Regions from separate parts of the Zea mays genome. Here region 1 is linked to region 2. The links are chromatin contacts, called in public Hi-C maps. All regions are on one chromosome and are shown on one strand. Each heading gives the region's core, a stretch centred on a gene start, on an enhancer-like site or on the middle of the called end of the contact. The rest is flanking DNA. Distances are from core to core; before and after follow the strand shown. Region 1 holds the start of LOC100284281. Region 2 holds the start of LOC103640981 (protein STABILIZED1).

Evidence for each region. Hi-C and Micro-C count contacts between places; a contact is called where the count stands out from the background.
Region 1: a contact with region 2 is called in a Hi-C map of tassel, with 4 times the contacts expected there. The contact joins the promoter of LOC100284281 here to the promoter of LOC103640981 in region 2. A contact is called at or near these places in 3 of 25 Hi-C or Micro-C datasets (ear, endosperm and tassel).

What each region holds. Positions count from the first base shown.
Region 1 is chr10:28,097,744-28,104,089 of Zm-B73-REFERENCE-NAM-5.0, reverse strand. It overlaps LOC100284281, which reads right to left and starts at 4,712. Exons shown (of 11, transcript NM_001157176.2): 1 at 4,624-4,712; 2 at 4,209-4,270; 3 at 3,992-4,069; 4 at 3,452-3,525; 5 at 3,224-3,353; 6 at 2,640-3,002; 7 at 2,442-2,563; 8 at 2,190-2,325; 9 at 2,042-2,087; 10 at 1,849-1,957; 11 at 1,264-1,746. The coding sequence starts at 4,211. The coding sequence ends at 1,662.
Region 2 is chr10:27,953,943-27,960,301 of Zm-B73-REFERENCE-NAM-5.0, reverse strand. It overlaps LOC103640981 (protein STABILIZED1), which reads left to right and starts at 2,371. Exons shown (of 1, transcript XM_008664411.4): 1 at 2,371-5,504. The coding sequence starts at 2,492. The coding sequence ends at 5,362.

The DNA.
Region 1 (6,346 bases), core at 3,463-5,962, 140 kb before region 2:
GCTAGAATAAAAGGAATCTATAGCTAAACCTTGACTTTGGTTGCATGAATCACCCTTATAGTCTACGGAGTAAAATTTAGAAAATACTCTTGGTTGTCGATTTTGCACAAGAATTCAAGATAAATATGCTGATCAGAATCCGTAACTGACCTAAGCAAATCAAAATAGTGATGAAGGGGCTATCTGGTTTCCACCTCCTAAACTTTAGTTGACTAAAATTTAGTCACTTTTAATCCCCAAACTACCAAACGGTAAGACTAAATGTGTTCTCCCAAAAAGAATTTTTAGGGACTAAAATTTAGTTACTAAAGTTAGGAGTATGACTAAAGGAACCAAACACCCCCTAACATATCTAAATTCGCTTTGCTGCCAGGGCCCCTTTGCTATTCCAAGACCAACCGGCCTGACTTCTGAGCAATGTTGATTTGCAGTGATCCTGCAGCCTCTTGTATGCCGTTCTTTTGAAAGTCTCATGTTAAATACATGCCAGTACTTCTTTACAGATGATGAGCTAAATATATTTCCAGTTGATGTGAATGGAATTCGAACCATGATGCTCAAGTTTCATTCTTATTCTAGTTGTGTCAGGTCACAGGTGCATCATGTTTGTGACACGTCTTAATGATGTCCACACATGCAGCTATTAGAGACAAAGAGAACGATATTTTCTCAACTTGAACGGCAATATTGGTTATTTGAATTCAGACTAAAAAATAGATCTGGAAAAGGGTAACAGGGAAGAAATAACTGGTGACCGGTAAATGCTGCTAATCTGGAGCTAAGTCTTAATTCAGAAGACAGAATGACAGATCAGTGAGGGATTGAGGTGAAAGCATACCTGTCTTCCCTTTCTTCAAGAAGGCCCTCTCGTAGGTACAATGTGAATATGCGACGCGCCATCGTCCTCGCCGTCCGATCGCTGCCTCGAGCCAAGGCGGGCGTGCTCGCGATCGCCATCGCACTCCGACCGCTGCCCCACGCCAAAGCGCACTCGCAACTCGCGCTAGGGCCGGCAGAGGCATCGGAGGCTCCGCCGGTCTGGACGGTGTCCGATGAAGCGGCGTGTGACGCCTGCGGCGACGCCAGCGAGAGGACCAGACCAGCAAGAGGGCCGAGCTTGTAAACATAGTCGCAAAGTGACGTTTGGGAACATACTTGTACCATTTTCAAATATCAAACTCAAATACATGAAAAGCAATTTGTCCCCAAAGTTTACACTTGCTTACGGCAGGGCGTACTTAACATAAAAAAACATTTCTCTTTGGTCAGAACTACGAGTTAGTTCTGTGCAACATGACCCAAGAGTTGAAAGAATCACAACATAATCCAGCAATGAGCTCAATGTTATTCAGACCACTATGAAAGAACATTTAGATAGGCTCCATCACATTATCCAACCACCAAATACCTCTCAACAGCAGAAAAGTACACAATCCCTAAAAAAAATAAGGTACAATTCCTTGCTATGATTTTGCCTCCTTGTGGCACCCAAACAAATAACAAATGGAAATAAATTCCATTTTCGTTTCCTTCTTTTTCCTAACTAAGATGTTTTTGAAGATATCAGCTCATGGGAATTGATCCAAAATTCAAGTCAGTGCTTCTGCTGTATCATTTTGAAGAATGCTTTGGGTCATCTAAAACGCCAATATAAGCCCTTGTCAAAAGGAGTTAACTGAGCCAATCTTAAGGCCCCTTGTTCGTCCAGGCGCACCGCCTGAGAGAGACGACAAATCAAGTGCCAGCCTGCAGAGAAATTCATATACATAAACAAGTTTAAGCACGAATTCAACAGCAAATACTAATAGCAAGGAATTCTGTAAAAAGAATATTGGGCCAATGACATACAAGTGTATGGCTCCATTTTTGCCTTCGTTAGTCTCAGATTGCAACAAAATTTCTGAGTCAGTTTTGGACACGATAGAGTAACTTGCAGTTTCTTTGTCCTCCTTGTTAACTGAAGGATAATGGGATCCACCATCAGAAAAAACACAATGAAGCATCAGTACACAGTGGAAGTAAAAATATTTCTTGAACTTACAAAAATCATCTGAATCTTCTTGGTCATCATCCAGAGAAAGCAACTTCTGTAGGTTACAACAACAATTATTTAGAAAAGATTAATGTCATAATTGAAGTATTGCGTTGAAACAATCCAGGCAAGGTAGCCAATGATCTGGGTGAATTACCTTCAAATTCTCATAGCATGTCTCAAGGTCATCGTTGACCAAAAGATGATGAAAGAGACCTGGTTCATTGGACTGATCAAGTTCAGCCTGAGCATTTCTGAGTCGTTTCTGGATTTGCTCCTCTGTTTCAGTACCCCTGTATGACCAATTTACCAGAGAATAAATCAAGCATGTCATCCAATTATGGTTAAGAATGAGACAAACATCACATATTGTTATCCAAACACTATATTTCATGAACTACAAATATACCGTGCCCGAAGGCGCTTCTCTAGTTCCTCGAACGATGGAGGGCATACAAAGATGAATATTGCTTCAAGAGAAGAAGCCCTCACGGATCGAGCTCCTTGGACATCAATGTCGAGAATACACCTCTTCAACGAAAAAGCAATGGAAAGATGAAGCAGTTCACCTTTCAGAAAGTTTTATTAAAGATTGTATTAATCTTACCTTTCCCTCATCAGTTACAGATTCGACTGCTTCGATACTTGTGCCATACACATTTCCATGAACATGAGCGAATTCAAGAAATTTGCCCTCGCTTATATCTTTCTCTATCTTGATTCGTTCTGTGAAGTGGTAGTGAACACCATCTATTTCCTTTTCCCTTGGAGATCTTGTAGTGTGGCTAACAGAAAAACCAAACTTCGATGGATAGTCTTTCATCAACTTTGCAATCAATGTCCCTTTACCAACACCAGAAGGACCACTAATCACAACTGGTTTTTGGCCAACGCCGATTACTCCCTTGCTCCAAGAAACAACTTCTGTTTCCTTGATTTTCCGTTGTTGCTTAACAAAGGGGGTGTCTATCTGAATAAATGAAAAAAAAACAGTAGTGTGTCCACTTAGTTAGGTTATGGGTGTGTAGAAGAAAAAGTCTGACACAAGAGACTAGAAATTTGTTAACATATGTAGGAACAGAAACAAATTAGGAAGCACCCTGTGCAAGCTGCCGGTGCATTCAAAATATCTAAAGAGGAACAGTATTTCAAATCCAAAACAGAGCATTGTATCAATTTGCTAGTGTATACCTCAAGGAACCAGATGGACTCATTCAAGGGAACACCCTTCTCGATAACTAATATCTTCTCATCACTGACAGGAATCACAGACTGTGACTTGGTTAGAAGTGGCTGTTCCCCAAGTATTGTGGGTGAGAGCCTGCAATGCAACAAGACAAAAAAATATGAATGAATAGGTACAAATAAGTTGAGTGCAAAGGAAGCAGAGCAGACCAATGAAACGATGAAATGCAATACCAAGTCTGAGTGAGCTTGTCGTGAATTTTAACAGCAGATGTTTTCAAATCATCATCTGATCTACAAATAACATACTGCAAAAGCAAGAGAATGTTGGGACAATTTAGATCCAGAATATTTCGCAGAAAAATAAGCAGCAGCTGATAACTGAAAGTGCAAGGTTAAAGTCACTACATATTAGCAAAGGAATTAGGTTATGCAGCCTGTCATCTTAGTTAATTCCAAGCTGATACAAGAAGCTCATACAGTATCATGTACTGTGCATATCCTGCCTTTCTGCTAGAAAGAGAAAGGTCTAGCTGAGATGATGTGTGCTTTTTGAAAGTGACAAGGTACTCAACGGGCTATCCTTCTTACAAAGGTTCACATTCATAAAAAGAGCAGCAGCTATTTCATATAGGCAGGACAAAGCACGAGCATTTGCTCCAAGCCTTAAAGTCATAAGCATAAAACAAGAAACAACCCCCGAGCAAACGTCTAAAGAACCATGGAACACCAGGCAGCTAATCTGAACAGGCTAATCCATTCCATCGCACTCACCGTCTTATCGCCGACTTCAAAGGCACTCTGTTTGCAGTCCTTGGCGTCGACGACGCTGAAGTGGACAGCTTCCTCACCCTGTTGGCCCGATCAATCAAACAGATCAAAATCAGGAGGCACTATTCCAACACTACTTGACGTGCACATAACAAACGAGCAAGGTGCCAAACGCACTTGCAAGCTCATAGATGTAGCACCAGCAGCTAATCAAACTCACCATGAGATGCGCGGCGGCCAATCCGATCCGGGGGCAGATCGAGCGGAGGCTCTATGAGGGCCCTGTTGAGCACGGTAAAAGAAGTTGCTTAGGACCACATCACAGCGAACGAACGAGTGCATTTAACAACAGAGCCACACGCGAACCAGCCGGATCCGGGAGAGGGAGGAACCCTGGGGTTCCACGGCTCACAGGCACAGCAACGAACAAAAATGAATGAAACAACCAAAACGAGCACCCCGCGCAAGCAAGGAAATATCAAGCGCAGGGATCATCGAGACGCACCCGGCAACCGGGCGGATTCCGGCTCGGCGCGAGCCCAGGTGGCGCCGGCGGCGCGGGCTAACAAAGCGGAGAGATTATTATATTACAGTAGGACGCGACGCGCGGGCGCAGCCGAATGAGAGGAGGGTACCTGGATCTGGAGCGGGAGAATGCCGGGGCAGGCGGGGCGGTCAGCGGCGAGGAGGGATCACGGCCGGCGGCGGGGAAAGATGGACTCGGAATCAGTGGGGGGAAGCGACGACGAGGTCCCGGTGTCTTTATACGACTTTTGCTCCCTTTTATTTTAGTACTATTTATTGTGTTTGTTTGGACGACGCGGAAGCGGAGCTGGTTGGGATTCGGCGGATCTGGTCGTGGCCCGGCAAAGCTGCCAAGCCCAAACTCCAAAGCGAGGGTCCTTTTCGCTTTCCCCGCTTTGCACCTCACCTGGTCACCAATTCGGGCTCTCGCTTTGCGTCTCCTTGCATTTTCTCAAGTTGACTTGTTTGTATTGAATAACTACGTGATACGTTAGATTAGTCGTGAGAAGATTTGAAAGGCATTTCTCCTTTCGCAGAAGCACAACAGAGAACACATGAGACACAGAATGTGAGGTTGGACCTTTAGCCCTCTTTCTCTTCTGTTATGAGAGTGTACGAGTTTCTTTATATAGAGACGTGAGACATATCAGGGGCAAAGTCGGTATTTGCCCACATAATCTTAACTAGGGTTACTTAACACTCTCCTTTGGGCAAATACTGCGACCAACACATGCCTCGTTAAAAACCTTATGTGAGAAACTTCAGGAAAACTCATCGAGGGAAAAAGAGTATAACAGTTGTCATTAGGACATATTTCGATCTTCAGGATCTAGATTCCATCGAATCTTCTACAATGACTAAATTTAGAAACAAGCTCCCCCTGATCCTTGCAAAAATGTATCAATATGTCAAAACATCTTCTTTTGGAAGTTTATGCACATAGAGATTTAGAAAACGGATTTCATATCATTGCAAGGATTATTTTAGGAACTTCACATCAACTCACTTCTATGATACACGAGGTAAGTGCACGTATCAACACAAACAAGCCACTTTGATTGGTGGTGTTCGATCGACTGGATCTACATATTTGATAGAAACTTTCATAAAGGTTTACATATTGGTCATCAAGCTGACGTCTTCGGGGCATACAATATAACATGCAATGTCCCATAATTATTATCAATATTAAGCATTCACTCCCCCTGACGATGACACGTCAAAGTCGTTATCACTCATAACTAAAACATATTTCTTCAAAATATGTGTCTCATTATTTATCTGGAATAATGAGGATGGATGGGGCTAGGGAACTACACCTTTCATTCTATCATACACCACAATGTATACATAGTTCTGCAAAGCAAATAACTTGTCCTTTCACAGGACTTAGGGGATACTATAGTTGTAATAGTACATATTCTAGCTCCAACCGTTTATTCATTACAACTTAAATGATGGTGTAACATAAGTGCATCAAAGATCGTAATCCATCAGAGATTCTTCATCGATCAGATACATCATTATAGTCTGACATTCTAGCGCAATGGGGATATTTTGCCAGTAACACCTAAACCTTATAGGTTTCTGTCATACTCTGTTTGATCCCAAATAACACATGTTTTCTATCAGTAAGGCAAGTGGACCTATCCCCCCCCACATACTCTGTTTGATCCCAAATAACACATGATTACTAGGTTTACATTTATTTCATGCATAATTTGATGGGTTACCTAATTAGATGTATCCAACCTTTTCAAAACTTTTCCTTGTTTACCCTGGGTTATGATTTAATCAAGTAGCTATACTATTGCTACAACTTCAACCCTATGA
Region 2 (6,359 bases), core at 1,122-3,621:
GCTCGCTCCGCCAGACAAGTAATGATGGCGCCCCGCACGCTCTATGACGACGGCGGCTCTCAGCCCCCTTACGGAAGCAAGAGGACGTCAGCAAGGACTCGACAGCCCTGACAGCTGTCCTTCCGCCAGGCTCCAGCGCTCCTCCAACGGCCACGACACCACACGAACCGGGTGCCAAAACCTCTCCGGCTGCCATGATGGCATGTACTTAGGGCGCTAGCTCTCCTGCGCTAGACACGTTAGCACACTGCTACACCCCCCATTGTACACCTGGATCCTCTCCTTGCGCCTATAAAAGGAAGGACCAGGGCCCTCTTACAGAGGGTTGGCCGCGCGGGGAAGGACGGGACGGCGCTCGCGTGAGGCCGCTCGCTCCCTCCCGCGTGGACGCTTGTAACCCCCTACTGCAAGCGCACCCGACCTGGGCGTGGGACAAACACGAAGGCCGCGGGATTCCACCTCTCACGCCCGTCTCCCTCCGACTGCCTCCCCCCTTCGCGCTCCGTCTCGCGCCGACCCATCTGGGCTGGGGCACGCGGCGACAATTTACTCGTCGGTCCAGGGACCCCCCGGTCTTGAAACGCCGACAATAGTGATACAATAAATTTGAAGCAAAGATATATTTCAAGCAAAGAGGAAGAAATCTGAACAACATGAATTGACTGTTTTAGCATAGTTTGCCTCAGGGAAACATAGACCACCACAAGGAAAATCATGTCATATGTGCTCTGCTAGAAGAACCATAACAGTAACATCCAAAAAATGCTACCATACTTACCATAACCATAATTGTATGAACTATAGTTTGCCTCAGAAATCATTATTAATTAAAATCACTTGATCAACTCATGAGAGTAATACAATAAATTGCCTCAGATTTGTATGAATAAACAACTTGAATTATCATCCACAGTTCTAGATTTAGGCATAAGACAAGTTGTTATTATCCACAGACTAGTATCATAGGCGTAGAGCAAAGTATTAGGCATAGATCAAAGTATTACGCATAGAGCAAGGTACTAGGCATCATAGGCATAAGACTGGTCTGCTCAAATCCTTGCAAGGTGCTGCCTTATGCAAAGCACACAGTGTTTAGGTTCCATCTTCACAAAGCCATCACCTTGCCTTTTGTTGACTAATAGGTAGGCAAGGCAACAGTGAAACCTCGAATACTCATGCAAATTTGATATAAATCAGGGTGGACATCGGTGGTCTGGACCACAATAGGTGCTTGGACAACTTCAACCAATTTGTTCACAACTCCAATAAGTCATGTCATAATCCCCATCTCTTCATCACTAAGTCTCCTTTTCTTTCCAGAGGATCCAGAGAAACTAGCAGCACCATAGCCACTATGAGAAGGGCTGGCACCAGCAAAACCAGAAGCAGTAGTACCAACAAGACATGGTTCTTCAGATGCACCAGCACCTTCAGTGATGTTCGAGATGGTGCAAATGGGCTCATTTGAGGCCATGGCATACCTGCCAGTAGCCTGCCCAGCTCCAAATATAATTTTCATTTGCACATAGTTTTCAATTGGCACATTGAGGAATTCAACATCCTTTGGGTTTTCTTTTGTATGGCCCAGCAAGTGCTCATCATCAAGGATGATTGTGATTGTATTCTCATCCCAATCAGCACCGCTTAGGTCCTTGAGCCTATAAACCCTGATCCATTTTTGACGCCACTTCCTCAAATGATTGTAGACCTGGGTTTCTGTGACTTCTTGGCCACTGAATTCAGTCAGTGCTTTAGCAACAGAGTTGACATGGACCTCTTTGAACCCTTTATCCGTTTTTACTCCTTGCCCAACCAAGTCCGCAAACTTCCTAAGGATAAAAGCTGATATCATAGGGGTCCAGCGCACGGCAGTCCTTGAGGTACTACCAGCAACAACTAGCTCAACTTCCATAGTCTATATACAATTGATAAGACATTTATAAAATTGAAGTCATAAGAAGAGATAATGAAATGGCATCATAGCATAGGACCAGTTTTCTCAGCATATAAAAAATAATTAAGTTTCAAAGCAGAAAGTAAAACAATATCACTGCATATCACAATTTCTCTCAGCATGAAAAAAATTATACAGTTTCAAGACATCACTGCAGAGTACAATTTTTCTCAGATTATAAGGCTGATAACAAAAAAAACATCACTGTAGATTACAATTTTTCTTAGAATAAAACCACAAAGACATTACACATGGCTAGCATATTTTTACCGGGCCAGCACAGATCTGACCGGCCAGCGAAACGAGTTATCTTCATTTTGATCAGGCCAGATCACGGAGTCAGCTGACCCGTCTCAAGCTAGGCTCCCGAGTTGAGCCATGCAACTAAACATGATGTGTCTGTTTCAAATAGGTCTGGTCCTGAGTTGAGCCAGGCAACCAAACTCATCACTAAATTCTTCCACCAATTCGTCCCAAACTCGCAGCCGACGGAGACGCCCCACGCTCCTCGTCTCTCAATCCTACCCGATTAGCGTCATGTCCGGCACCACTCCGACCCCTACACCTACACCGCCGCCTCTCCCGCCGCCGCCGGCCGCTCGCCCCGTGCGGTACGACTTCCTCAACTCGAAGCCGCCGGCCAACTACGTCGCGGGGCTCGGCCGTGGCGCAACCGGCTTCACCACCCGCTCGGATATCGGGCCGGCCCGGGCCGCGCCCGACCTACCCGACCGCTCGGCCGCCGCCGCCGGCCCTGCCGTCGGCCGCGGCCGCGGGAAGCCTCCCGGCGAGGATGACGGCGACGACGACGGCGGCGACGAGGAGAAGGGATACGACGAGAACCAGAAGTTCGACGAGTTCGAGGGCAACGACGCCGGTCTCTTCTCCAACGCCGATTACGACGACGACGACCGCGAGGCGGATGCTGTGTGGGAGAGCATCGACCAGAGGATGGACTCGCGCCGCAAGGATCGCCGCGAGGCGCGCCTCAAGCAGGAGATTGAGAAGTACCGCGCGTCAAACCCTAAAATCACCGAGCAGTTTGCTGATCTCAAGAGGAAGCTGGCTGATCTGTCCGCGCAGGAATGGGAGAGCATACCGGAAATTGGGGACTACTCGCTGCGCAACAAGAAGAAGCGGTTTGAGAGCTTCGTGCCCGTGCCGGACACCCTGCTTGAGAAGGCTCGGCAGGAGCAGGAGCATGTCACAGCTCTTGACCCTAAGAGCCGTGCGGCTGGTGGCACAGAGACGCCATGGGCACAGACTCCTGTTACTGATCTGACGGCTGTTGGCGAGGGTCGTGGCACTGTGCTCTCGCTCAAGTTAGATAGGCTGTCAGATTCAGTTTCTGGGCTCACTGTAGTTGATCCGAAAGGGTATTTGACAGACCTGAAAAGCATGAAGATTACTAGTGATGCTGAGATTTCTGACATCAAGAAGGCGCGTCTATTGCTCAAGTCAGTGACGCAGACAAATCCTAAGCATCCCCCCGGTTGGATTGCCGCTTCTAGGCTCGAAGAGATTGCTGGCAAGCTTCAGATTGCTCGACAGCTTATCCAGCGTGGCTGTGAAGAGTGCCCCAAGAACGAAGATGTGTGGCTTGAAGCATGCCGTTTGGCCAGTCCAGATGAGGCAAAGGCTGTAATTGCCCGTGGTGTGATGTCAATTCCAAATTCTGTGAAGCTATGGTTGCAGGCAGCAAAATTGGAGAGCAGTGATCTGAATAAGAGCAGGGTTTTGAGGAAAGGGCTGGAGCACATTCCTGATTCAGTCCGGCTATGGAAGGCTGTAGTTGAGCTTGCAAATGAAGAGGATGCAAGGTTGTTGCTTCACAGGGCTGTGGAGTGTTGCCCGTTGCATGTGGAACTTTGGCTTGCCCTTGCAAGGCTGGAGACCTATGACCAAGCAAGGAAAGTACTTAACAAGGCCAGGGAGAAGCTCCCCAAGGAGCCTGCCATTTGGATTACAGCTGCAAAGCTAGAGGAGGCTAATGGGAACACACAATCAGTTAACAAGGTGATTGAGAGAGGTATCAGATCTCTACAGAGAGAAGGAATGGATATTGATAGGGAAGCATGGTTGAAGGAAGCAGAAGCCGCGGAGCGTGCTGGATCTGTTTTGACTTGCCAGGCTATTGTGAAGAACACTATAGGCATTGGTGTTGATGATGAGGATCGGAAGCGCACGTGGGTTGCTGATGCTGAGGAATGCAAGAAGCGTGGTTCAATTGAAACAGCACGCGCCATCTATGCACATGCGCTTACTGTGTTCCTTACTAAGAAGAGTATTTGGCTGAAAGCAGCACAACTTGAGAAGAGCCATGGGACTAGGGAGTCACTTGATGCGCTCCTCAAGAAGGCTGTTAACTACAATCCACGAGCTGAAGTATTGTGGCTTATGGCTGCAAAGGAGAAATGGTTGGCTGGAGATGTGCCTGCTGCTCGTGCAATTCTTCAGGAAGCTTATGCTGCTATCCCCAATTCAGAAGAGATCTGGCTGGCTGCATTCAAGCTCGAGTTTGAGAACAATGAGCCGGAGAGAGCAAGAATGCTCTTGGCCAAGGCCAGGGAAAGAGGAGGGACAGAGAGGGTTTGGATGAAATCTGCCATTGTTGAGAGGGAATTGGGGAATGTTGGTGAGGAAAGGAGATTGTTGGAGGAAGGTTTGAAGCTATTCCCTGCATTCTTCAAATTGTGGTTAATGCATGGACAGATGGAAGACCGGCTTGGTAATGGAGCGAAGGCCAAGGAGGTTTTTGAGAATGGCCTGAAGCAGTGCCCTAGTTGCATCCCTCTTTGGCTCTCTCTAGCTACCCTAGAGGAGAAGATTAGTGGCTTGAGTAAATCACGTGCTGTTCTCACAATGGCTAGAAAGAAGAACCCTGCTACACCTGAACTCTGGCTAGCGGCAATTCGAGCTGAATTGAGGAATGGGAACAAAAAGGAAGCCGATGCTCTACTGGCCAAGGCATTGCAAGAGTGTCCAACAAGTGGTATTTTGTGGGCTGCAGCTATTGAGATGGCACCACGCCCACAGCGTAAAGGAAAGAGCACAGATGCTATTAAGCGAAGTGATCATGATCCACATGTCATTGCAACTGTGGCCAAACTTTTCTGGCTTGACAGGAAGGTTGATAAGGCTAGGAGTTGGTTAAACAGGGCTGTTACTCTTGCTCCTGATATTGGTGATTTTTGGGCATTGTACTACAAATTTGAACTTCAGCATGGAAATGTGGACACACAAAAGGATGTTCTGAAAAGATGTGTTGCAGCAGAACCAAAGCATGGCGAAAAATGGCAAGCAATAACCAAGGCTGTTGAAAACTCACACCTGCCTGTTGAGGCTCTTCTGAAGAAAGCTGTTGTCGTGCTTGATGTAGAAGAAAACGCCAATCCGGGAGGAGCCTAGACTCTCTTTTTTATAAGTTGTTTGGTGAACATATTTTGTGGCTTACAATTTACTCAGCAAGTCTGCATCTTTAAATCTGTTGTTGATTCTTGCTTTTTGCTCCACTTTACTAAAAAGGGATGGTACATACTCTTTCCGCTGAGCAACTTTGTAGGTGATATGGCATAACCAAATCTTTTTTAGAACGAAATATTAGCTAGTTCTGATATCTGCATAATATGAAACTATCTGAGAATCAAACAACAGAAACTTGCATGCTCTGCTTCAACCTATCGCGTGCAGTCATATTAGACTACTTTTGTTCCCAAAAGTTAAGTTTCAGATATTTAAAATAAATAATTTGGAATATTTGCTCAATAGTCACTACTCCTTTAAAGCGTGTTTACAACGTGAGCTTCTTCGTACGCCGTCCTCCTCCGCTGTGCGCCAAGATTCGAACCCAAGTTCTTCACTCCAAGCAGCTTACCACCACAACTTACATCTGCTTGTGTTATATAAATGATTGTGTTATATAAAAGAGATAATGTAAATAACCGTAACAATGTATGTACCTAACTATTCTTTATCTCTACTATATTAAGTTCCAATCGATCATCATGCGTCAATATTTTTTTTAAAAAAACCTACATCTATTTAGAATCAACCCGCACTCCTATAATCTCTTCTCTACTACTATAATAGGAGAGTTTCGTGTGTCTTGGTTTTCGTGCGTTGTCATCCTCTAGTGACCGTCGTGCGTCGTCGTGCTTTCCTACATCTCTAAAACGAAACTCCCGTACGACACACACAAAAACCGTCTCCACACGCCTTCCTCCGTCCGCTATCACAACCTCGGAGCGTGTCGTGAGGATAAGTCCCCACAAACTCCGTGCCAAGCGATGCGAGGATAGGCCCATGAACTCCGCGTCGAGTGACGCGTGAGAGCACCTAGATGGGCTGAATAGGTGATCCTGTAAAAACAGCTCAACAAAACAAACTTGGACTAATATTGGATTAG